2 separate regions of the Mus musculus genome follow, and region 1 is linked to region 2. A link is a contact called in public promoter capture Hi-C data. All regions are on one chromosome and are shown on one strand. Each heading gives the region's core, a stretch centred on a gene start, on an enhancer-like site or on the middle of the called end of the contact. The rest is flanking DNA. Distances are from core to core; before and after follow the strand shown. Region 1 holds the start of Brf1 (BRF1, RNA polymerase III transcription initiation factor 90 kDa subunit). Region 2 holds the start of Pld4 (phospholipase D family, member 4).

The links. Capture Hi-C pulls out chosen DNA fragments and counts their contacts.
Region 1: a promoter capture Hi-C map of liver shows a contact between it and region 2. The contact joins the promoter of Brf1 here to the promoter of Pld4 in region 2. A contact is called at or near these places in 6 of 39 promoter capture datasets (the HPC-7 cell line, cranial neural crest, embryonic stem cells and 3 more), 2 of 484 Hi-C or Micro-C datasets (B cells and the N1E-115 cell line), 1 of 115 datasets of contacts at active chromatin or transcription factors (microglia) and 2 of 9 other capture datasets (adipose tissue and liver).

What each region holds. Positions count from the first base shown.
Region 1 is chr12:112,998,546-113,005,555 of GRCm38.p6, forward strand. It overlaps Brf1 (BRF1, RNA polymerase III transcription initiation factor 90 kDa subunit), which reads right to left and starts at 2,076. Exons shown (of 18, transcript NM_028193.3): 1 at 1,628-2,076. The coding sequence starts at 1,811. It overlaps 9230104M06Rik (a long non-coding RNA gene), which reads left to right and starts at 2,179. Exons shown (of 3, transcript XR_001780729.2): 1 at 2,179-2,367; 2 at 2,812-2,881; 3 at 5,637-5,936.
Region 2 is chr12:112,757,923-112,764,846 of GRCm38.p6, forward strand. Pld4 (phospholipase D family, member 4) reads left to right here and starts at 2,733. Exons shown (of 11, transcript NM_178911.4): 1 at 2,733-2,861; 2 at 4,604-4,687; 3 at 5,475-5,641; 4 at 6,041-6,224; 5 at 6,526-6,646. The coding sequence starts at 2,835.

The DNA.
Region 1 (7,010 bases), core at 826-3,325, 240 kb after region 2:
TCCCTTGGCCAACCTGGTTAGCTAGAGTAGCCGGAATCAGGAGCCCCAAGTTCAGCAAGAGACCCTGACTCAGTAAAGTGGAGAACTATCAAGGAGGGTTCCTGATGCCAACTTTGGGCCTCCTTACTCATGTGCCCACACATACATGTATGCCTGTGCACACACACACACACACACCACACACACAGCCTCAGCCGCACAGGGCATGGTGTGCATGCTTGTAATCCCAGTACTTAGGAAACTGAGGCAGGGGAGGCTGCTAAAAGTTCAAGGCCAACCAGTCTACACAGGAACATCTTGTCTCAAAAAAAAACCCAAAAAGTTGGGTCTGGTAGTACAGGTTCATAACTGCAACTACTTAAGAGGCTGAGTCAGGAGGACTGCAAGCTCAATGCTTGCCTGGGTTACTGATTAAGTTCAAAGCCAGCCTGGACAACTTGTCAAAACCCTAACTCAAAGTAAACCATAAAAAGCTAGGAACATAGAGAGCTCAGTGGCACTGCACTTGCTTAGTATGAGCAAGACCTGGGCTCCAGCTCCATACACACAATACATATAAATATGCAAATACAGTTACATACAGTCCAAGGGAAAGAGATTACAAATACACTAGTCCATAGAGGAAGGCAAAAGCTGGATGGCTCACAATTCTGATCGCAAAACATTAAATGTAAACAAAAGGTCAGGCTGAATGCACTACAGAACCCGGAGCAGACTCACACAGGGGGGCAGACAATGACCTCTGCGGAAGGAACAATGGTAACTCCATGTAAAAAAAAAAAAAGGAATCCTTTCAGCAAACTATGTGTGGAAAATGGTACCTCCGCAGACAAGAAAGGAGCCTCAGCCCGCACATCCCACTTTCCACAAGGCTTAACTCAAAAAATGTGGACTAGGCTTCCACTGACATAGGGATTTGGGAACTGTTTAGTGTGCCAGAGTCCCTGGGCTAGATCCCCAGTCTACAGAAAATAAAAACAAAACTGCGTAAAAGTGTAAACAATAACTTTTAGAAGACAAACGCGGTGACTCAAAGACATCTTAGATTCGTGACAAAGGAAACTCTCAAGAAAGAAAAGGCGACAAATTGGAATGCTTCAAAATGTAAAACCTTTGGTCAAAATAGTAACATTTGCCTCAAGAATCAGATATACAAAGAAAGACTTGGAAGTATAACTCACCTAGAGACTCGACATTCAACGGTTAGGAAACAAACCCTTATTTTAAAAAGATAAGGACTCAGGCGACTGGGCAGAGAATTGAGGCTGGGCACATCTTCTTCATAGCCCTTAGGGCAATGACACCTGTTAGAGTGGCCAACCGGATAAACGGAACCTGCGAGCCTGAAAGCCGTGCCTGTCAGATTTCGGGACCCAGCCCGACGACCTCCGTTGGACCGGACCGCGACGCTTGGACCGGGCAGATCGCGGAGTTTACATCGGCGTACGGGACTCGGAGGGGACCTGGCTGCAGATTCCCGGCCCGGCCCTGCCTCAGTTTCCCTGTCCGACTGCCCACGGTCTGTCACAGGACGACCTACTTCAGTTTCCCCGCCAGCCTCGACTCCTCCCTCGGACCTCGCACACGCAGCCCTGCCCGGCCCCCTCGCCCGAGCTGCAGAACTCACCGTCCAGCGACACGAACTGGCCGACCGCCGACGAGCCGCCGCCGCTGTTCTCCACGAACTGCACCTCGGACACGATGATGTTGTCCTCGAGCACCGAGCCGCAGCCCGTGCACACCGCATCGCCGCGCGCCGCATCCAACTCGATGTCCGTGCCGCCGCAGCCGCGGCAGACGCGGCCCGTCATGGTGGAGCCGCGGGGCCCCACCGGCCCCCCAGCCGCTCAGCAGTCCGCTCTCCGCCCGCGGCCCTCAGCCCGCAAGGCCCGTCGCGCCGCCTCCGTCTGCGCCGCACTCTCGCGAGGCCGCCGGCGCCACGCCTGCCGATTCGTCGCGGCAGATTCGCCCAGCGCGTGCGGGCCGCGCTGCCTGCAACGGCCGCGCCCGCGGGACCGATAAAGGAACTCAAGAATCGTTGGGACGCTGGGACCGAACCGCCGACCTTCCGGGCGGCCGGAAGCAAAGCTCCAAACCTGGAACCCGGAGGCCTCGCGGGCCAAAAGCCAACAACGGGGCGGGACTGGAGGGCGGGCGAGAAGGGCGGGGCGGGGCGGGGCGGGGCGAGGAGCGCAGCCCGGGACCCGACTCGGGCCGTGGGAGGAGCCTAGGAGGAAATGCGGGCTGAGGGAGGAGCCTGGGACAGGGGCGAGGCTTAAAGTGACGGGGCCCGGAGTAGGCCGGTGGGTGGAGCTGGGACGAGTATGGGAGGAGCCTGTAGATGGCGCCGAGGCCACGAAGCTTTCGGTATGCGGAGCCGAAGGAGAGCCGATTGTCTGAGAGAGGAAATCTGGAAACAAAGTAGTGGGATGGGTTTGTGGGCGGTAACTTGTGTGCGGCCAAGGCCCGGCCCGTGGAGCCTGCACTGATTGGCACAATAGGCTTTGGGAGCGTCCTGGGCTGGATGTAGTGGGAGTAACTTGGGGAGTCAGCAAGCCCTAGAGGGCAGGATCAAGGACTGCCGGCGGGGCAGCGTTTAAGAGGGACCTGGAATGTTCTCCCAGACTCTGCTGCAGACACCTCATCCCCCATCCCTCAGTCCCAGGGTGAACAGTCTCTGGGACCACAGTTGGTCACCTCAACGCTGAGTTCTCAGCAGGACTTCCTATTTCCTGGCAGTAACGGGTCTGGGTAGTAGGGTAGTGAGCTCTGGGTAAAGTAGAGCATACACAGAACCCTCTGCATCCGCAGGCGCTGCTCACAATCTCAGCCATACCTGTCAGTCCTTGGGAAGTTTAGCAAATCTTGTGCACTACTACAGGTAAGAAACTCCAAAATTAGACTGCAGGATGCCACAGGAGCTCAAACTAAGAGGGAAGCATTGTAAATATGCAGACTTCTGATCAGCTTGCAAAACCAGCGTTATCAACACAATTTAGAAGAAGAACAAGAACAACAACTTGGAAAAAGCCGATTGTGTTGGTGCACACCTTTAGTCCCAGCACTCCAGAGGTAGGGGCAGGTGAATCTCTGTGAATTAGAGGCCAGCCAGGACTCTGTTTTATACATAGAGTAACCCTGTCACAAACAAACAAACAGAACTTGGGAGGGATCTCCTCAAAACATAGCAAAGGAAGGGTTGGTGAGATTGCTCGTCAAGTAAATGCCAAGCAAATCTGTCTGCCTTGCTTGAGTTCAATCCCAAGAACTCTGGTAAAGGCGGACTGAGAGAATTTACTCCACAAAATTCTCTTTTGACCTCCACACATGTACCCTCTCACCATCATGTGCACAATACATATTAAAGTCAAATGGCAAATGAAGGAATTGAAGGATTTGGAGTGCTGCACAGTTCCTGTGCTCTCGAGTCACCCCAAGGGATCCCAAATCAACATGTCATTGAATGCCTCAAAAGGTCCAGGACAGCCAATGGTATGTCCGGAAAAAAAACAAAAACAAAGCAATACTCCAGAAACCCAGAGTGAAGCACTCACAGGAGCTCCTGGTTCCCTATACAGTTGGTGTCTTTAGGAGATAACCATGGTCAGAGTCCCAAGGTGGAGGACCAGGGTCCTTCAGACCTCCTCACAGATGCCCCTGAGCCTTGTCCCTTCTCAGTGACCCCAATGTACATTGCAGTAAGACAAGTGCTAAGAAGGGAAGAGCAGCAAGTTCTTCAGCCCCTACAGAGGAACCAGGTGGAGCCCTATCTTCTTTGGAGGGCCTGGGGATGCTTCCCTGCCATTCTATCTTGAAAAAGGCTCACCCAATCTGAGTCTTAAAGAGCAAGAATATCTTGCTCTGCAGGGGATAAACATGAAAAGGTGAGCTTATCACTCATGAATGCCATTGTGTAGAGAGAAAACATAGCTCAGAGCTGGGGGTACCCCCAAATGCTTCATCATGGAGAAGTATTAGGCGTACCACAAAGAGAAGAGAGTGCCTGTGTTAAACCCCTTTGCTCTGCACAGATTCTGCTATGGATTCTGCTATACCACTGCTTTACCCAATCCACTCATTAGCCTTGCGTCCTTCCATTCCCAAGTTTGTATGACATAGTCAAGCCCTTGCCACAAAACAGTCCCAGCACACACATTTCCTTGAGTTCAATTCTTTTTCTGTTTCAATAAAACTTGTAGAATATTTGTTTGCTGGGACTACCAGAACAAAGTGCCCCAGACTCAGCGACTTGACTTTGTCTACTCTTGGAGCTGGAGAGATGGCTCAGAGGTTAAGAGCACTGGCTGCTCTTCCAAAAGGTCCTGAGTTCAATTCCCAGCTACAATCATCTATAATGAGATCTGGTGCCCTCTTCTGGCGTGCAGGTATATATGCAGACAGAATACTATATACATGAAAAAGAAATTAAACCTTTTTTTTTTTTTTTTTTTGGTTTTCCTGGACAGGGTTTCTCTGTGTAGCTCTGGCTGTCCTGGAACTCACTCTGTAGACCAGTCTGGCCTCGAACTCAGAAATCTGCCTGCCTCTGCCTCCCAAGTGCTGGGATTAAAGGCATGTGCCACCACTGCCCTGCAAAAATTCTACTTTTGTGATCTAAAGGCTGGAAGTCAAGGTATGAACAAGGTCTTTGCTCCTGAGGCCTTGCCTTCTGCCTCAAAGGGTACTCTGTGTGTGTCTGTCAGTCTGTCTCCTCATCTTCGGTTCTTTTTAAGGACACAGCCATAGGACAGTAGATTAGCACCTTTCCTAATGACCTCCTGCTACCATAATCACCTCTCTAAAGGTCACCTCTTCAAACATGAACAGGGCAGGGGCAGTTCATAGTGAATGCTCAGGTCTTCCAGGAGCCCAGTGAGCCGTAACAAACCAGCTGGAAGTGATGTGCTCGGTGCCTCGGTGGCTCTGTGGCCATCAGTGCACCAGGTGGACCTGTTCCTCAAGCATCCAGCCGGCTTTGGGGCTTAAATATGGCATTAACACTAGGTTGCTGCGGGTGGAGTGATCACCCTGGGTGAATGCACAGGAGTCGCTTCTTGAGGTTTCCAGTGAGAAAGGGAAGCTGCCCCTCAGGTGTCTCCAGTGCATGCCCTGCTACTGCAGTAACCCGTCAGAGTGAGCTGGGAAACATGACATGGGGTGCCTCAGCAGTCCCGGCAACAACATAATTTAAATGAGTTTTCCTACATCCCAAATCCATAGGCGACTTTGTCTGCCTTGTTTTGTGTTCCTTCCATCTTTTTCACTTGATGTCTCTCATTTTCCAAACCTGAACTGTTTTTTGTTTGTTTGTTTGTTTGTTTGTTTTTTGTTTTTTAGCGCTCTCGCCTGTCCCTCCCCAGTTTACCATATCCCTGCCAAATATGTCTTCCCAGTGGCCCTTGCCCACCTGGCACACACACTCCAGGAAAAAAGGAGATGACCTTTCCTGCAGCCTCTTGGCCTGTGGCTGGAGGCTCTTTCAAGCTCCCCGCATTCTTTTTAAAAAGGCTTGGATACTCTTTCACTCCAGAGTCTCTCCCACATTTCTGCTTGCTCCAGGATACAACCTGACACTGAGAGCCCACTCCATCTGGCCTGCGATAATCTGAAAGTCCCCAATTCCTGTTAAATCCCAGGGCTCAGTGTGACCGCATCAAGTAGAGATACTGGCTCAGACCTGTAATCCCAGCAATCGAGAGGATCACGGACTTAAAGCTGCCTCAGCGACATACAGACCTAGGGTCAAACGTATGACCCTATTTCAAGAAGCAGTTAAATTGTTGCTTTCAGAGCAGAAGGATCATTTTCGTTAACAAAATAAAATAACCCTACAGAAAAGCTATCCTTTCACTCACTCTGATGAAACAGGATTGAACACCTGTGTGCTGTCAGGGGTATTGTGTCTTTTATGACTGTCATTGGCTGTTCTCTGTATTAGGACCTTGGTATTTTCCCATATTCTACATATGTGTTTGCATCACTATTTCTACTGTGAGAAACACTAAGGAGCATGGAGCATTATAATTTAAACCCAAAGGTCCCTCGGATTCTTTTGGGGGGGGGCAGACTTGCCTTGAAGTCCCGATATCTTGCCCCTGACTCCCCTGAGTGTTAGAATCAAAGTTGTGTGCCACTCCGTCTGGTCTTCCCTCCTATTCTTAAGCCTAGGTTAAATGTGATCAGTAAGTTAACAGTCATGGTGTCTCATACCTTTAATCTCAGCACTTGGGAGGCAGAAGCAGGCAGATCTCTGTGCATTTGAGGCCAGCCTGGTCTGCACACAATGACTTCCAGAACAGCCAAGAGCACATAGAGAAACCTGTCTCAAAAAAAAAAAAAAAAAAAAAAAAAAAAGACATAAAATAAGGTAAGAGGATGATGCCTGCTCGACAGCTTTAATCCTTGGCTTTTCACACCATCGCCTACCGTGACTGTTCCTGGAGAGCAACACGGAGAGCTCCCTTGCATGTCCAGTGGGTAAATATGTCATGGCTGATCTGTCATTTCCCAGTTATCAGACATACCCCTCCATAAGCTCTCCCTTTGAAATACCACACAAACCTGCAATGCCACAGACTATGTGCAAATGCCCAAGGTAGCTACCAACCAGAAGAGGGCAGCTCTGCCATCCTAAGGTGAAGGATGAGGGAGCCCACACTCCTGAGCAGAGTAACCCAGGAGGTGGCGCCCGCCTCTGGGTGAATTGAGATCATGGGGAGAGCTGCAGGCTGGCCTTTGCTCTGCATTCACCTTCATCACATGGGCAATTGAGGTGGGCATCGTGATTTACAAAGAAAACAAAAGCCTATTTCATTCTTTGTAAATATTTTGTCACTTGTATTTTCCATTGTCTGACAGATGTGAATGGTTTCCCAGGGTTGTAAGGATATCACCTACTAAGTGAGTGTATGTTTCCATACTGATGGTGCTTGGCTGGTACGGGGGAAGTGCTGGGGCTGCCCTTGGCTTATTTTTCCAGGGCACCTAGCTCACCCCTGTCAGCGGCTCAG
Region 2 (6,924 bases), core at 1,483-3,982:
CAGCTTTATAAGAAATCTCCAAAATCCATCGTCCCCGTCCCAGCCCACCAAGGACCTAGGGTGTAGCCATTTAGGAAGAGCTGATCACCACAGGGTGACACCATACTTCCAGTCTTAGTGTTGTCAGGAGACTTGTGCTGGGTGTTCCACCGGCCCTTGTCCCATGGGCCCCATGGATCCCTGAGATATACTCATGACAAATCCTTCCCAGGGTGATGATGCACACCGTGTCCAGTCCTGGCCTCAGATGTAGCAGGGGAGGGGAGTTGTGTTAGATGGGCTTGGGTTTCCTTGAAGCTGCAGGGCTTGAATGCCCTCCTATACGTGGAAAGTATTTATTGAGAGCATCAGGCATAGGGGCTGTTAAAGACTATTTTATTAGAATTTATTTTACTTTATTTATTTAGAACTTAATGAAAATAAAGACACAGCATACCAAAACTTATGGGACACAATGAAAGCAGTGGTCAGAGGAAAACTCATAGCTCTAAGTGCCTCCAAAAAAGAAACTGGAGAGAGCTTACACTAGCAGCTTGACAACACACCTGAAAGCTCTAGAACAAAAAGAAGCAAATACACTCAAGAGGAGTAGATGGAAGGAAATAATCAAACTCAGGGATAAAATCAACCAAATAGAAACAAAAAGAACTACACAAAGAATCAAGAATACCAGGAGTTAGTTCTTTGAGAAAATCAACAAGGTAGATAAACCCTTAGCCAGACTAACCAGAGACAGTATCCAAATTAATAAAACCAGAAATGAAAAGGGAGACATAACAATGAAATATATCTTAAAATAATTATTCTGTTTGTTGAATATTAACAGTTGAAAATATTAAAATCATGTTCTACAAGCATCATGGAAATATCACTGATAATTTTTCTCACTGTGCTTGAAATTAGAATTTTCTTAATGTTTAACTTCAAAGAGTTTTTGCTATTTTGAAATTTTAAAAATATACTTACTGATGAAATAATTTCTCTCCTAGAGACACTGATAATCTTTTTAAAGTAAACTTATAGTTAGACAATATACACAGATATATAATATGTTATAAATTCTCTCTCATTATGTCAGGTGGTATCATATAAGGGCTTTGGAATATATTTCTTAATGACTCATTTTTAATATTTTATGCTCTTTTACTATGCTTAATTCCCAAAGAATACTTTGTATGTTTTGGAACAATTTAGCATTCAACATTAGATATAGGATCCTCAGTTATGGATAGTAATAAGTGTTCATTAATGATATTTTTAGGGTATGAAAGGATATGAATATAAAATTGAGCAAATTGTTATGTATTATTTGATGCTCAAAATACTCAATATTATTAATATGTTTGTTGTATAAAATGCATTAAAAAAAAAGCTCACCCTGAGAAAGGCTTGGGGCTACAATGGGATCCTGAATCTATTGGCTTAGACCCATGTCTGCGCTGTCTTCTCTGGTGGATAACCCACAACAACCCCAAAGCCAAGTTAGGGCATTATCCCACAGGAAGTGAAGGATGGTCCCTTTTCTGCTCACTTTCTTGCCCACCAGGCTGGACACGGGTCACTGAGGTCAGGCCCTGCTCCTCAGGAGTACTCCCCACCCTGTGAGGTTGGCACTCTTCCCCTGAGGACACTCTGAGGCCATATCCCTGAACTGAGGCCTACTGCCTGCCAAGGAGGAGGGAAGTCAACCTGGACCCTGTTCAAAGTTGGGGCTGTTCCCAAGACCCTGATCTAAAGGCAACAAGGTTTGGTCTTCAGAAGATCCATCTTGGACTATGAGGGGAGGCAGAATCCCTTCAAGGAGCCACTAGTAAGCCTATGTTTGTGGACAGGCCAGGGAACAGCCTCACCTGAATTCCTCAGCGGGGTGAGTCATGGCTACCTCCAGATCCCAGCTTCCCTTGCAGCTAGGTATGGCCCTGTGGCCAAGCGTAGATTGAGTTGTAGCTAATATAGATAAATGGAAGTTCCCTTTCCAGTCTCCAGAAGTGTTCTGGGGATGCTTCATTCTATGCTAGGGATATGAGGTGATGGCTGAGCTTTGGAAGCCATTCTAGGGCTGTGAAGTTTGAATTCCAGGGTTTGGAGGCTAAGACTTCCTGTGACTGTGTCACTGATAACTTCTCCAGAAACTGGTTGCAGGGTATGGTTGGTGGGTCAGTCAGTTTTTCTTCACTATGACGCAGACCTGAGGTAAACTGTTTGAAGGATGAAGGACTTATTTTGGCTTGCAGCTTTAGAGGTTTTAACCAATGTCAGCTGTTGCCATTCCCATGGAACTAGAGTGTGGCCAGGCATAGTAACAGCAGCAAGGCAGAGGGAAGCAGCTTGCCCTATAACAGACAGGAAGCAGAGAGAGATGAAGAACCCAGGCATAAGACATGGCGAGCCAAGTCCTGCCCCAGAAACCTACATCCTCCAATCAGGCCCCACCTTCCACAGTTTCCACCTCCTCCCATCATGGCTATCATTGCACAATTTGTTAATTAGCTCATGATGCAACTTCAATAAAATTACCAGTCTTCAATATATGAGCCCCTGGAGAAGTTAAGTCAGTTTGAGGCTCTCTTACTTGAGACTTTGGTGTTTGCAGTCAAACTTAATTCCAACATTTGGTTTATGACTGAGGGACCCTCTCTAGGAGCAAGCAGGGTAGATTTTTCTCCAGAGGTGAAAGTTCTCAGCTCCGCCCCCTAGAGACCCGATCTGTCTTGACGTGGGGGTGGGGTGCTCAGAACAAAGAGGAAGTGAATGGAAGGGGGAAGCAGCAGGCCAGAGAGGAGGCAGGTGCCTGCCTGCACAGGCAAAGCCTGCAGACAGTGGCTGGAACCAGGATGGACAAGAAGAAAGAGCACCCAGAGGTAAGTGGTAGCCAGGCTAGAGCCAGACAGAGGGCCTCAAGAGGGGTGTCTGTCTACCTCCCACAGTCCCCTCCTCCCAGCACCCTAGGTCCCACAAGCCACCCAGATTGGCTGGCAGATGTCCACTCCTTGCTTGATCTATGGATCCAGGGTCAATGGGTATCAAAGTCTCCAGCCACTGGGCAGCTTTGTCCTATCCCACGCCTCGGGTCCACAGTTTAGCCCACAGGGCAGGAACCCCAGAACCTTGAGGCTCAGGGGGCTCTAAAGCCCATCCCCCAGCTCACCCCTCTCCTGATATGCCAGTACCAGGGAGTGTTTCCCTCTAGCCAGACAGTCCCACCCCAAGGATTCGAAAGACCCACAGGGACCAAGGATGTGACAGGTCTGCAGATGCTTAGAGCCGCCCTTCATCGTTCTCCTACCCTGACCTCAGAGTAGCTCCCAGTGACCACAAGGAGGTCAGAAGTCTGTGGCCCTTGGAAGTCCCAGATTACGGCTGCTGCATTCTTGCCTTTTTGCCAATCCAACTATTTTAGGGGATGAGAACACTTCTCTCAGAGCAGCTGGGAGAGGTAGGCCAGCAGCTCTTTGAGGGATAGCCCTGCCTGGTAACCCTGGCCCAGAACCTCATGTCTGTGCCCCACTGGACATTATAAGACTGGTCAGAGCCAGAAGCTAGGTTTCTGAAGCTGCCTCGGTCACTTGAGCTGCCTGCTATGGGTAGGGTGGGAGATATATCTAAGAACATGAGCCATGATCTGGATGGAAGTGACCTCCTGACTCCCTTCTTCAAGGAACTCTGGTAAGAGGGTGCTGGGCCTCTGTGGGTGACTCTGGTCCTCTCCCCCGCCCCCATCCTCTCACTGTGGTTTCTAGGCTCCACTTCCCCGTAACTTTGGGCATCGAGGGTAGATAGAGCCCCAGGCCTATCTCCTATAATCCATTCCCTGTGCTAAGGTTAGCCACATGCCTACAGGCTGCTGTCCAAGACAACCCTTAAGGGACAGTGGAATTAGTCTCACCACTCTTGGAGTGATAGCCTGACCCACAGAACTGAAGAAGCCCCCAGATTCCACAACCAACCAACTACAATCATACAGTGCCTTAGGTTCCAAACAGCATTCAGGCTGGGAGGGTGGGAAGTCAGTGCCTTGCTCGTGTCTGTGCCAGGGGTTGGGTGACCCATCTGGGGTGCACAGGGCCTCCTGAATGACTGGCCTGACTCTGTAGTGACTCCACTGAAGGAACATGGTGAGTTCTCCACCCTAACTAGCTGTAGCCTCCTTTGCCGTCCCCAGCCTTGACAGCAGTGCAGGGCCAGGCTTGGCTCTTGGTGGCCCTTTTGCCATGCCCCACTTTACAGCCAGCTGCCTACCATGGGGCCACACTTGGGGGCCAGCTGGGGAAGGGAAGCAGCTGCTCATAGCTAATAAGGAAGGGTGGATGAGGCAGCCCAAGCAGAAACTGCACTTTCAGGCCTGGTTTCACTTGTGGTTGGAATAAGGAACTGAGATTCACATACTCAAGACACCAAATCAGGGGACACTGAGGGAGCCATAGGGTACAAGCAGGACACAGCCCTGGGAAAGGTGTAGGCTCAGCCGGCATGGGTTCCATGCGGGAGGCCATGCCTGAGCTGTGACTGGTGTCTGAAGGCTGGAGAGTGCCTCTGTAGGGACTGCTTAAGGAGGTGACACCATGGAGCTGGGGTTGCTGGTGACACAGACTGTTCTGTACAGATGCGGATACCACTCCAGACAGCAGTGGAGGTCTCTGATTGGCCCTGCTCCACATCTCATGATCCACATAGCGGACTTGGCATGGTAGGTCAGGAGATCCTAAAGGAAGTCTGGCCAGGGACTCAGTCTTCTGAAAACAAGTTTAAGCCCAATTCCTAATCAGAACCACATCCAAACTTTCCTTCTCTCTCTCTCTCTCTCTCTCTCTCTCTCTCTCTCTCTCTCTCTCTCTCTCTCTCTCTCTCTCTCTCTCTCTTTCTTTCTTTCTTTCCTCCTTTCTTTCTTTGTTTCTTTCTTTCTCTTTCTTCTTTCTTTCTTTCTTTCTCTTTCTTCTTTCTTTCTTTCTTTCTTTCTTTCTTTCCTTTTTTAAAGATTTATTTTTTAATTTTATGTATATGAGTACACTGTCACTGTCTTCAGACACACCAGAAGAGGGCATCTGAATCCCATTACAGATGGTTGTGAGCGACCATGTGGTTGCTGGGAATTGAACTCAGGATCTCTGGAAGAGCAGTTGGTGCTCTTAACTGCTGAACCAGCTCTCCAGGCCCCCAAACTTTCTTAATTTCCCAAAGATTAGGTCTGGGGGTTTGATTAGAGGGTACAAAACTAGCCCTGCAGTGGGGGTGGGGGGTGCACACCAGAACAAGGTGACCTAGCCTGTTGCATATCTTGTCTAGGTCTCCTCGCTGCAGAGTGGACCATAGAGAAAGCTATGGACCACCTACACCACCCAGGCCTTGCTCTGTGCGTCCCTCATCCCCTCTTGCTCACCCCCAATCCCTCCCCAAGAGCCTGGACAGTATCTGTTATAGGACAGGGAGGGCTGTCCTGGCTGCTAGGAAGACTATTGAAATGTCACCTCATGCAGGTACTGGGGATGCTAGCTGTACTGGGACTCAGCTCTGTGACTCTCATCTTGTTCCTGTGGCAAGGGGCCACTTCTTTCACCAGTCATCGGATGTTCCCTGAGGAAGTGCCCTCCTGGTCCTGGGAGACCCTGAAAGGAGACGCTGAGCAGCAGAATAACTCCTGTCAGTGAGTGTACACCAGGGGTTCTCACAGGGTTGTAGGCTATGTGTCTGGGCTGGGTGCCGCCTCACTGGGTCCCTGAACGGGTGATTTAGCTCACAGTAAGGCTGTGATTGTCCCAGGGATGGAGTCTGGATTCCCCAAGAGAACACCTCATGGCCCCTCTGGGCTGAGCATGCCCCATCCCCAGGTTCCTCACTGTATAGTCTCCTGTACTTCAGCTTTGGGGGACTCAGGCTAAAACTTCCCATCTCACTGTCCTCTTTCTGTACCTTTGGCCTGGGTTCAGGCCCTGGAGCCACCTGGGGTCAGTCCCTCCCTCCGGCTGGGTGGCAGGAATGGAACAAATGGCTGGCCAGTGGCTCCGATAGATACAGCTTGGTCTGCCCTGGGTTCTGTCCCTAGGCTCATCCTTGTGGAAAGCATCCCTGAGGACTTGCCATTTGCAGCTGGCAGCCCCACTGCCCAGCCCCTGGCCCAGGCTTGGCTGCAGCTTCTTGACACTGCTCGGGAGAGCGTCCACATTGCCTCGTACTACTGGTCCCTCACTGGACTGGACATTGGAGTCAATGACTCGTCTTCTCGGCAGGTTGGTCCTTGTTTTTGCTTTCTGGCTACGAGGCACAGGTCTCTCCCTGGATGTCAAGGGCTCAGCAAGTCGGGCTGCTATCTGTTCAGAGCTCAGCCAGGCCCAGGGCTCAGCTCTGGGCTGGGGCTGGGTTAGAGCAAGGCCAGGCCCTTCGGGTGACTCTTGGGACAGCAGCAGAGGGACTGAGGATTGCGCATGCATGATGTCATCTTTTGGCCTCTAGTCATGAGCCAAACCTTGGTCTACCCTGTGGGCAAAGGGCCAGCTTGAGGTAGCTTCTCATGGTAGCCTGGCTTTGCAGGGAGAGGCCCTTCTACAGAAGTTCCAACAGCTTCTTCTCAGGAACATCTCTGTGGTGGTGGCCACCCACAGCCCAACATTGGCCAAGACATCCACTGACCTCCAGGTCTTGGCTGCCCATGGTAGGTGTCTGCATGCTGGGGCTCTGCTGTGCTGAGATCTGGCACCAGGGGATAAAGCCAAAGACTAGCAAGATTGCTAGGGTGGATGGAAAAGTTTCTCCAGGACCCTGGAGGACTTGAACTCAGGGCTGAGAAGGAAAACATTAGAGAAAGCCTTGGGCTAGAGGCTACAGGGGAAAAGGCAGTAGGCACATGCATCATTAAGGTTATGACCTTGACTGTCTAGAGAGAGGGGTCTCAGGGAAGCCTGTATCTTTGTTTTCTCACCTGCAACAGCC